3 separate regions of the Sus scrofa genome follow, and regions 1 and 3 are each linked to region 2. A link is a contact called in public promoter capture Hi-C data. All regions are on one chromosome and are shown on one strand. The core of a region is the stretch at or near the end of the contact, and the rest is flanking DNA. Distances in the headings are between cores, read along the strand shown. Region 1 holds the start of RPL30 (ribosomal protein L30). Region 2 holds the start of MTDH (metadherin). Region 3 holds the start of RIDA (ribonuclease UK114).

Region 1 (2,700 bases), core at 155-2,654, 400 kb before region 2:
ATCATTAGTTTGTATCTGCATGCATGCCTCAAAACCAACTAGGCTATCTCATTCTTTAGTTCTCTACTTCTCCAATTTTAGTACTTACAAGAACCATGGAAGCTGCTTATTAAACTCATATTCCCAGGCCCCATGTCCAAAGATATCTTTCACAGACATGGGTGGGGCCTAGGAATCAGAATTCAAAGTGACTCTCAATCAGATGATCTGGGAGCCATACTTTGAAAAATACCACTTTAAGATATACTATTTAACAAAATCTATTTAAAATAACCTACTCCATTATATAGCCCATGTTCATTGTTTAAAATATTTTACATAACAATACATGCTGTAAAGTAATTCATTGTAGAATAATTCAAGCAGTACTGAAATCTATCAAGTAAATGTTCTCTCCTTACCACCTAATTTTCTCATCTTTCAACCAGAGCTGTTTTGATGATTAGCTTTCCAGACATGAAGTTTCTATGCATATATACAAACATGTATCTAGGTTAAGCATGATGAACATTTGAGGTTGTTTCTTTTTGCTATTAAAAAACGCCGAGGAGTTCCCTTGTAGCGCAGCAGGTTAAGCACCTAGCATTGTCACTGCAGCGGCTCTGGTCGTTGCTGGGACGATGGTTCGATTCCTGGCTTGGGAACTTCCACAGGCCGTGGCGCTAACAAAAAATAAATAAATGCTGAAATATCCTTATTCTCGTGTCTTTGAGCAGGTGTGACTTTCTGTACGACAGATTGCTAAAAGTTGACACACGATGACAGAAGATCTACTGGTTTGATGTGAGTCTGTGTGTGGTAGTGAGAGACTTTCTGTGCCTAGTATTTCTAATGATTCGTCACTGGACATTTATTTCAAGGTCCAATGTTCCCAGCAAAAAGATTTTAAAATCAGCCCTGTTTATCGCTCTCTGTGAAGATTCCGCTTACAAGGTCAGGCTAAAACGGCTACAAAAGAGGTGAGTTTAAGGTGAACCAACGCAGGGCGCCGCTGTTCTCCCAGGGACAGGCAGTTTGGGCGACGGCAGGGGAGTGCGCGCAGCTTTTTCTGTCAGGTGGAACCAAAGGCGCACCCGGGTCCTCTCACACTCCGTCAAGAACCACAGCTTTGGGCAGAGATGAGCTCATCCGCACTAAGACCGAGGGCCAGCTGCTGCTGCCTCTTCCCACCGCCCCTCCCGCCTATCTCTCTCTCGGTCGGCCTCTCCAACTCCCGGCCGGTCCGACTTCCCTCGGTTGCTCAGTCCGCCGCAGGGAGCAGCGGAATTCGCTGCAGGTGAGGTTTAAGCTTCGCAGGCTGGAGGAGCACACCCGCTGCCAAACCAATTAGAAGGTCCTATAGCAACCAGCAGGGTCCTCCTTTTGCCCCGTCCCTTCCGTTGCGGTTCGCTTCCGCTTCCGGTCGCGTCCTCCCTGCTCCGCTGCGAAGAGCTTGGCATTGTGGGAACTCCTTCCTTTTTTGCTCCCCGGCCATCTTGGCGGCTGCTTGTGGTGAGTGGGCTCCGCCGAGCCGGGGTTTCGGCAATGCGGGGAGCCCAGGGAGTTGCCGTTTGGATCTCCGATTCCTAAATTTCTTCTTCTCTATGTTTTAGGTTGGGGGCGTCCCGCGCCTAAGGCAGGAAGATGGTGGCCGCAAAGAAGACGGTGAGTGAAGCGCGCCGGAGCCGGAATCCTTTTCACGTGGAGGGATGAGTCTGGTCTTGGGCGGGCAGGTCTAAGTACACTGGGCAGACAGAGTGCTCATTGGCCTTGGCATGTTCTAAAAGGAACCCAAGAGGTTCTCTTAGTGACTTGGGAGATTCAATTTCTGAGATTTTATTAAGGAGTTCAGCTTTCAGGAAGCTGGATCCAGTTTTGAGCGGTAACAAGGTCTTGAAGTCCGTATTAAATGTTTGCTTTGTAGAAAAAGTCGCTGGAGTCAATCAACTCTCGGCTCCAGCTGGTTATGAAAAGTGGAAAGTACGTGCTGGGGTACAAGCAGACTCTGAAAATGATCAGACAAGGCAAAGCGAAACTGGTCATCCTCGCCAACAACTGCCCAGCCTTGAGGTAATCGAAGGAACCTGAGTTTGTTGCCCAATGCAAATTCATCCTGAGCCAGTATCCAGAAATGTAAATTTGCAATCTAGGTAGCTTGAGCTGGGTATCGTGTAAAATTTGTATACAGGGGAACACTTGCAGAATAACTTAATGGTTGCTGTTGTTGCGTTTGGCTCTTTGTTTTTCTCCCCCTCCTCGTGTTCTCTCCTCCTCTAAGGTTCTCTATGGGAGAAGTGTGTGGCAGAACCTCAAAGGTTGAGGGCACCACAGACAATTTTTTTTCCCCAGGTGTCCTGCCTCTTTGGTCATTCTTTTAACTATAAAAAGGCTTCTTCATCTTATGAACTTGTTTCAGTGGAGAGCAGAAAAGTTCAAGTTGGCCTGTGGAGTTGCAGGCTCCTTGTTCACCCAGTTTTTGTTCAATTCACTGTTTTGATACTGAATTCAGTGGGTGTTGTGAATAAGTTAAGGAAATTTGGACCATGCAGAGTATAAGCCTTGTTTTCAGTCCCCCACTGCTGTTAATTTTCTATGAGAATGCATAATCTCTCAGCATTTCGTAGTGTCTGTGCTTCATTGGTAATGCCTGGAGAGCTCTCTTCTTGTATCACATCCCAAACCTTTGATGTTTCCTTCTTAGCAGAGCTTTTCCAACATGAA
Region 2 (2,700 bases), core at 30-2,529:
TGCTCCTGTGCCGGCCTCCATTGGCCACATTCACCAGAGTGAGAGTGGGCAACCATTTCCCTTCAACAGTCCCAACTAAAATGGAAGCGCGTCTAGACCTGGGTACCTTTAATCCTCGTGTGATCCCCCCCACATTTTTAGGTCACCGTTATCTCCTCCCCTGACAACCACCTCAATGTGACTTGAACCCGGCTCTGTGTGCCCAGGCGCAGTCTTGCCACAACTTCCCAGGACCACCTTAAGGTCCCATCGCCCTCCACACACACATGCAGCCTGCCCAGTAGGCCTCAGAGAGTTGGTATGTCATTCCGGCGGTCTGGGTTCCCGAAAAAGACTTGACTTCTAGGCGCTTTTATTTGAACCTACCCCATACCGTCTAACTTCCTCCCTTGAAACTGCTCGTATCCACCCGTCCTATACTTCCTGAGTTTCCACCATTCTCCAAGTAACGTGTCCACCGATCACCTCCTCCGTCCGGGGAGACCTGCGCCCCGGCTCCCGACTGATCTCACTCCTTCCCTTTTCCATTCCCGACTGGGGCTACTGGAGCTCGGCCTCCGGCTCCGCTCAAGGGGCTCCACGCCGGCCCCTCGCCCTCACTCTCCCACCGCTCCTCCCCTACTCACTTTGGGCTTCTCGGGCAATTTCTTTCGGTTCTTCTTCTTCTGCTCCTCGTTCCTGAGATTCTTGAGCAGGGCTAGGTCATCAGCGGCCGGGGCTGGCGAGGCCGCCGCCTCCTCCCGCTTGCGGGGCGGGCTCCTCTGCTTTTTGCGGGCGCCGGCGCAAGCCGCGGCCCAGCCGTAGCCGAGCAGGAAGAGCAGCAGCAGCCCGAGGGCGCCCGTGCCCACCAGGATCACCCAGCCCGGGTACCGCTTCGGCTCCAGCCCCAGGTCGAGGCCCAGCTCGGTGCGCAGAAAGCTTAGGCCGACCGAGAGCATTTCTCGTAGCCGGGCCGAGCCCTCCTCGGCCTGGTGGGCCAGCTCGTCCTGCCAGCTCCGTGCAGCCATCTTCCCTCCCGTCAGGGGGACTCTCGGGATGACGCTGGGGCGCACAGACGCCGTGGGACAGTCAAGGGAAGCAAGGAAGGGCCGGGCCGGTCTGCCTCAGGCCGAGCGCATCGCGGCCGCCCCTCGCGCCGGGGCCGGGGATCGGCCGCTCCTGTCGCCAGGAGAGGGGGCTCCCAGTTCCCCCTTGTCAGCCTCACTCCGCCGCCGCCAAGAGGAGGGGGGCGGCGGGAGGGAGTGTCTCCAGTGGCGGCCGCTAAGCGGCGTGTCGGCGCCAGTGCCAGGCCCCGCTGTCCTCCTTCGGCGGAACAATGGCGGCTGCGGCCGCGACCCACGCCGCGCGCAGAGACGTCGAGCAGGGCCGCGGGTCACGTGGGAGCAGGTGGGCGTGGCGTGGGTGTCACGTGGGCGCGAGCGAGGCCGGGCTGGGCGGGAGCTGTTGGAGCGAGGGAACCGCCGTGGCGGCGGCTGGTGGTGACACATCTGGGCCTGGTGGAGGCGCCGCGCTTTGGGTACGGGTGACTCTGGGCGGAAGGCTAGGAGGGGTTAACTGGAGGAAGCCTTTTCGGGGTGGCTGGTGGCCGGGAGCTGGGAGACGTGGCGCTTTGAATGAGTCCAGGGGAGGGGCTCTCGAGGAAGGCTGGGGGCTGCGGGGGGTGTGGAAGAGGGCGAAGAGCGAGGAACCGGGTCACAGGTTCTAGGTCAAAGTCGCCTCAGTAGGTGTCTGTTTTCTTCGTTCTTTTTCTGGGAGAGGTGTTGAAGTGGAAGCGCTTTTTTCACCCTGGGGCGACTAAATGGTTCCAGCGTGGGCTCAGCTGAGTCTGGAGCTGGGCACTCTTCTTCGAGGGCCTGAGTTTATTTAGTTGTCAAATGGGGTTTGTATTCTTCAGGGCCACCTTACCCGCATTGCGTGCCTACCATTTGCCTGTCCGGCCAGGGCGCTTTCGCGTGGTTTCACTCCACTCTTGCTCTTCGTGCTGTCAGTTAGTGGAACTCAAAAGGTGGAAAGCCCATGGACAGCGTTATTTTCCTACTCATTTCGAGCTTCAGCAAGAAATAATGAGAAACACGTTAGATTGTATTATACATATAGAGGTAAGTTTCCTTGTGCTTTAAGCTTTTATGCAAGTTCACAAAAGGAGTTTCCAAAAATTCTATTTAAAAATTTTTTTAAAAATTCTTGGTAATTTACAACGTTGTGCTAATTTCTGCTGTACAGCAAAGTGACTCAGTTATACATAAAACTTCTATTTTTGTATGCTGTGCTGACCATATCTGGGTAGAAATGAATTTTCAGATCTTAATTACAAAGATTATATTTGGGGGCTGCTTTAGATTTTTGAAGTTACATTTCCCTGTAAGGAAACTCAGTGTTTTATCATTAGCTAATAATTAGCGTGTAAGCAAGTGTCCTAAGTGAACTAAATACAGACTTTTTCAAAGACTAGGAAAGGGGTAATATTAATAAGTACAGAGTGCCAAAAATGTATTTAGGAGTATTTTGACCTACTTTTGCAGTGGCGTTGTAATGCATGTTGTGATTAATGGGTGGAAAGGAGTTTGGTAAATAATAAATAAAATAAATAAACGACTCTTGCTAAGCTTTATACAGACTTATAATTAAAGACAGTGTAAATTACAAAGCACAAAACTTCGATGTCATCAGAATTGCTTTATCTCTACAAGGTTCCAAGTT
Region 3 (2,764 bases), core at 36-2,535, 460 kb before region 2:
GATCAATAACCTATTTGAATTCAGATCTCAGTCAGCTGGTGTCTATTGAGATGGAAAGGGAACACACAGACACCCAGTAAAGCTCAAGAACATTCCAGAAAAGGGAGCATGGGAGAGGCGGGAGGTGAACACTGCCCAGGTCTCAGCGTGCTCTCCTCAACGACCCCTTATTCCTTTTGGATGGTAGATGGGTACAATGGCCTCCCCTAGGATGGCATCTGCCCCGTGGGGCAATCCAGAGAAACGACAAACACAGGTGGCTCCAGCACAGGAGCGGAAGTGTAAGTAGATGAGGTAGGAGGTTCCTGGAGACAGAGAACCAGGGATGGCTTTCTTGACATCAGAGAAGCCATCCATTTTTGGCTTAAGTCATTTTGTGATCTAAGCCTGGCCTCAATGCTTGCCTTTGAATGTCGCAGTAATCATGATCTTAAGGGAAACTAAGACAAGAAAAGTAGCAAGAACAAAAATCAGTTGTAAACTCCCAGATCTGCTGCTGCGGTAAAGATCAGCCTGACGTACTTTCTTGATCTGTTTTGCATTATTTGAACCCGCCTTGGACACTCAATCATCAGATCAACTGGAACCTGAGGGATGCTGACCTTTTTTCTGACCCTTGAGGTTTCAATCAACTAAGTTTGGACTCTGCTGCCCTTTGCCCCAATTCTATGCTAAATTCTTCTCTGCTCAAGCCCCTTCATGAATACACATATACGTTAGCTTAAAAGTTCCCCAATTTCTCGGTTGCTTTTGGAAAGATCACGGGTGTTCACCAAGTAAGAAGCACTTTCTTCTTCCAATCGCCGGTGCATAGCAAGTAAGAAGTACTTCCTTCTCCCAAACTTTGGCTCAGTTGGGTTTTTTGTTGTTTTGGCGGGGGGAAGAGAGGGTTCTGGATTGATACCCACCAAGAGGTGAAGCTACTTTTCGGGTAACAGAAGGAGGGGCCGTGGGGAAAAGAAGGCAACAGGGGAAGAGTAGGTCAGCGAGTGAGGGGAAAGAGAGGGAGGGGAGCCTAGCCAGTGCTCCGGCACCGGTGGAGGGACTGACACACACTCCTCCCATCCTCGTGGACCCTGGTAGACTCCAACCCCTCAAAACCTACCTGCCAGATGCTCTGCGGCTGGAAGCCAGCAAGCCCGGGGTCAGAAATGACAACGTTCTGCGGCAGTCACGACGCCGACGTGCGTGGCGAGCGAGCTAGAGGGCGCATGCGCCGGTGAGACGTGGCCTCCACGTGGCCCAGAGTCGCACGGAGACTACAATTCCCAGAATTCTCAGCGAACCCAGCCCCGGGTGACGCTTTAAAACAGGAACTCCAGCCCCGGCTGATTAGTCTCCAGAAACGCCAGTGGGAACGCTTTACGAGGTTGTTGTCTAGGAGTGGCCTCCAGAGAAAAGCGTTAGCATGTCGGCTTTGGTCAGAAAGGTGATCAGTACTGTGAAAGCCCCAGCGGCCATTGGTCCTTACAGGTACAGATGGCCGTGGAGCCGGGACGGACTCGGGCGGGTGGGGTCTGGCTTGGGGCTTGGGCCAATCCGGTCCGAGCTGCGGTGGTCCTCCGAGGTCATTGCGGGCAACCTCGTCGGACACACTGAGCCGGGAAACTGAACCTGGGAAAGGGGGCAATGCACCCGGAGACCCACTACGAATTTAAAATCATCAATTGTATATTTAAAATTATGAAGAAAAAAGATTTAGTCGGGAAATCAGAGGGAGACGTCATGAAGTTTGCAACATGTTAGGACACAAAATATAGGTAACTAGAAAATTAGAAATGAGAGTATCTTGTTTCATAATAAAGGTGAAATGGTAAAACAAACTTTACTTACAAAGTTAAATTGATATTAAAGTTTGTTTATAAACTTTTTACAACGAAGGTATTCAGTGCCATTGAATTGTATACCTAAAAATGGTTTTCAAAATGGTACATTTTATGTTTGATAAATACTTTTTTATCACAATTAAGAAACAATGGTGGGGCTTTCTTTATCCAAAAATAAATAAAGTTCGTTTAGCTTTCAGGTATCGTGTAACTTATGCTTTTTCCTGTGATTTTATCCTAATTCTGAAACTTAGTATTCTCATTACAAAAAAAAAAAAAAAAAAAGTTCCAAAAGTACTTGGCACGTGTAACCTCACAGGTGGATCTTTAATTGATCCTTCAGCAATGATTAACCTTGTCTAATTATTTTCTTGAGAGTGCCTTTGGCATTGCTTTCTTTTGTTTTACAGCTTTATTGAGGCATATGTTACATGTAAAATTCACCCATTTTAATGGAAAGTTCCATGAGTTTTGGTAACTATATAGAATTATGCATTTGCTACCACAGTCAAGTTTTTGAATATTTACATCACCCCCACACACCTCTGCCGAGCCCCTACAAAAAATTCTCACTCATCAATCCCCATACCTACCTCCCAGGCAGCCACTAATCTATTTTCTACTGCTTTTTTTGTTTGTTTGTTTCTAGAATTTTATGTAAGTAGAATCAAATAGTATGTAGTCTTTAGGTGCATGTATCAGTGAGTGTTTTTTATTTTTTTGTTTTTAATTTTTGCTATCAAGAATAATGCTGTTCTGAATAGTCATGTAAAGTCTTTGAACATATGTTTTCATTTCTTTTGGGTAGTTTCCTAGGAAAGAAATTGCTGGGTTGTATGTTATGTGTATGTTTATATTTTTAAGAAACTGCCAAACAATTTTCCAAAGTGTCTGTACTATTTTGCATTCCTACCAACAAAGTATGAGGGTTCCAGTTA

What was found. Promoter capture Hi-C pulls out the DNA fragments that hold promoters and counts their contacts.
Region 1: a contact with region 2 is called in a promoter capture Hi-C map of liver, with 6 times the contacts expected there. The contact joins the promoter of RPL30 here to the promoter of MTDH in region 2. A contact is called at or near these places in 2 of 5 promoter capture datasets (fetal liver and liver) and 2 of 2 datasets of contacts at active chromatin or transcription factors (alveolar macrophages and skeletal muscle).
Region 3: a contact with region 2 is called in a promoter capture Hi-C map of liver, with 2.5 times the contacts expected there. The contact joins the promoter of RIDA here to the promoter of MTDH in region 2. A contact is called at or near these places in 2 of 5 promoter capture datasets (fetal liver and liver) and 1 of 2 datasets of contacts at active chromatin or transcription factors (alveolar macrophages).

The regions. Positions count from the first base shown.
Region 1 is chr4:38,715,476-38,718,175 of Sscrofa11.1, forward strand. RPL30 (ribosomal protein L30) reads left to right here and starts at 1,405. Exons shown (of 5, transcript NM_001190178.1): 1 at 1,405-1,491; 2 at 1,593-1,644; 3 at 1,904-2,049. The coding sequence starts at 1,624.
Region 2 is chr4:39,112,026-39,114,725 of Sscrofa11.1, forward strand. It overlaps MTDH (metadherin), which reads right to left and starts at 1,280. Exons shown (of 12, transcript NM_001244623.1): 1 at 627-1,280. The coding sequence starts at 1,007.
Region 3 is chr4:38,654,985-38,657,748 of Sscrofa11.1, forward strand. It overlaps RIDA (ribonuclease UK114), which reads left to right and starts at 1,286. Exons shown (of 6, transcript XM_001928953.5): 1 at 1,286-1,473. The coding sequence starts at 1,409. It overlaps POP1 (ribonucleases P/MRP protein subunit POP1), which reads right to left and starts at 1,220. Exons shown (of 16, transcript XM_003481375.4): 1 at 1,106-1,220.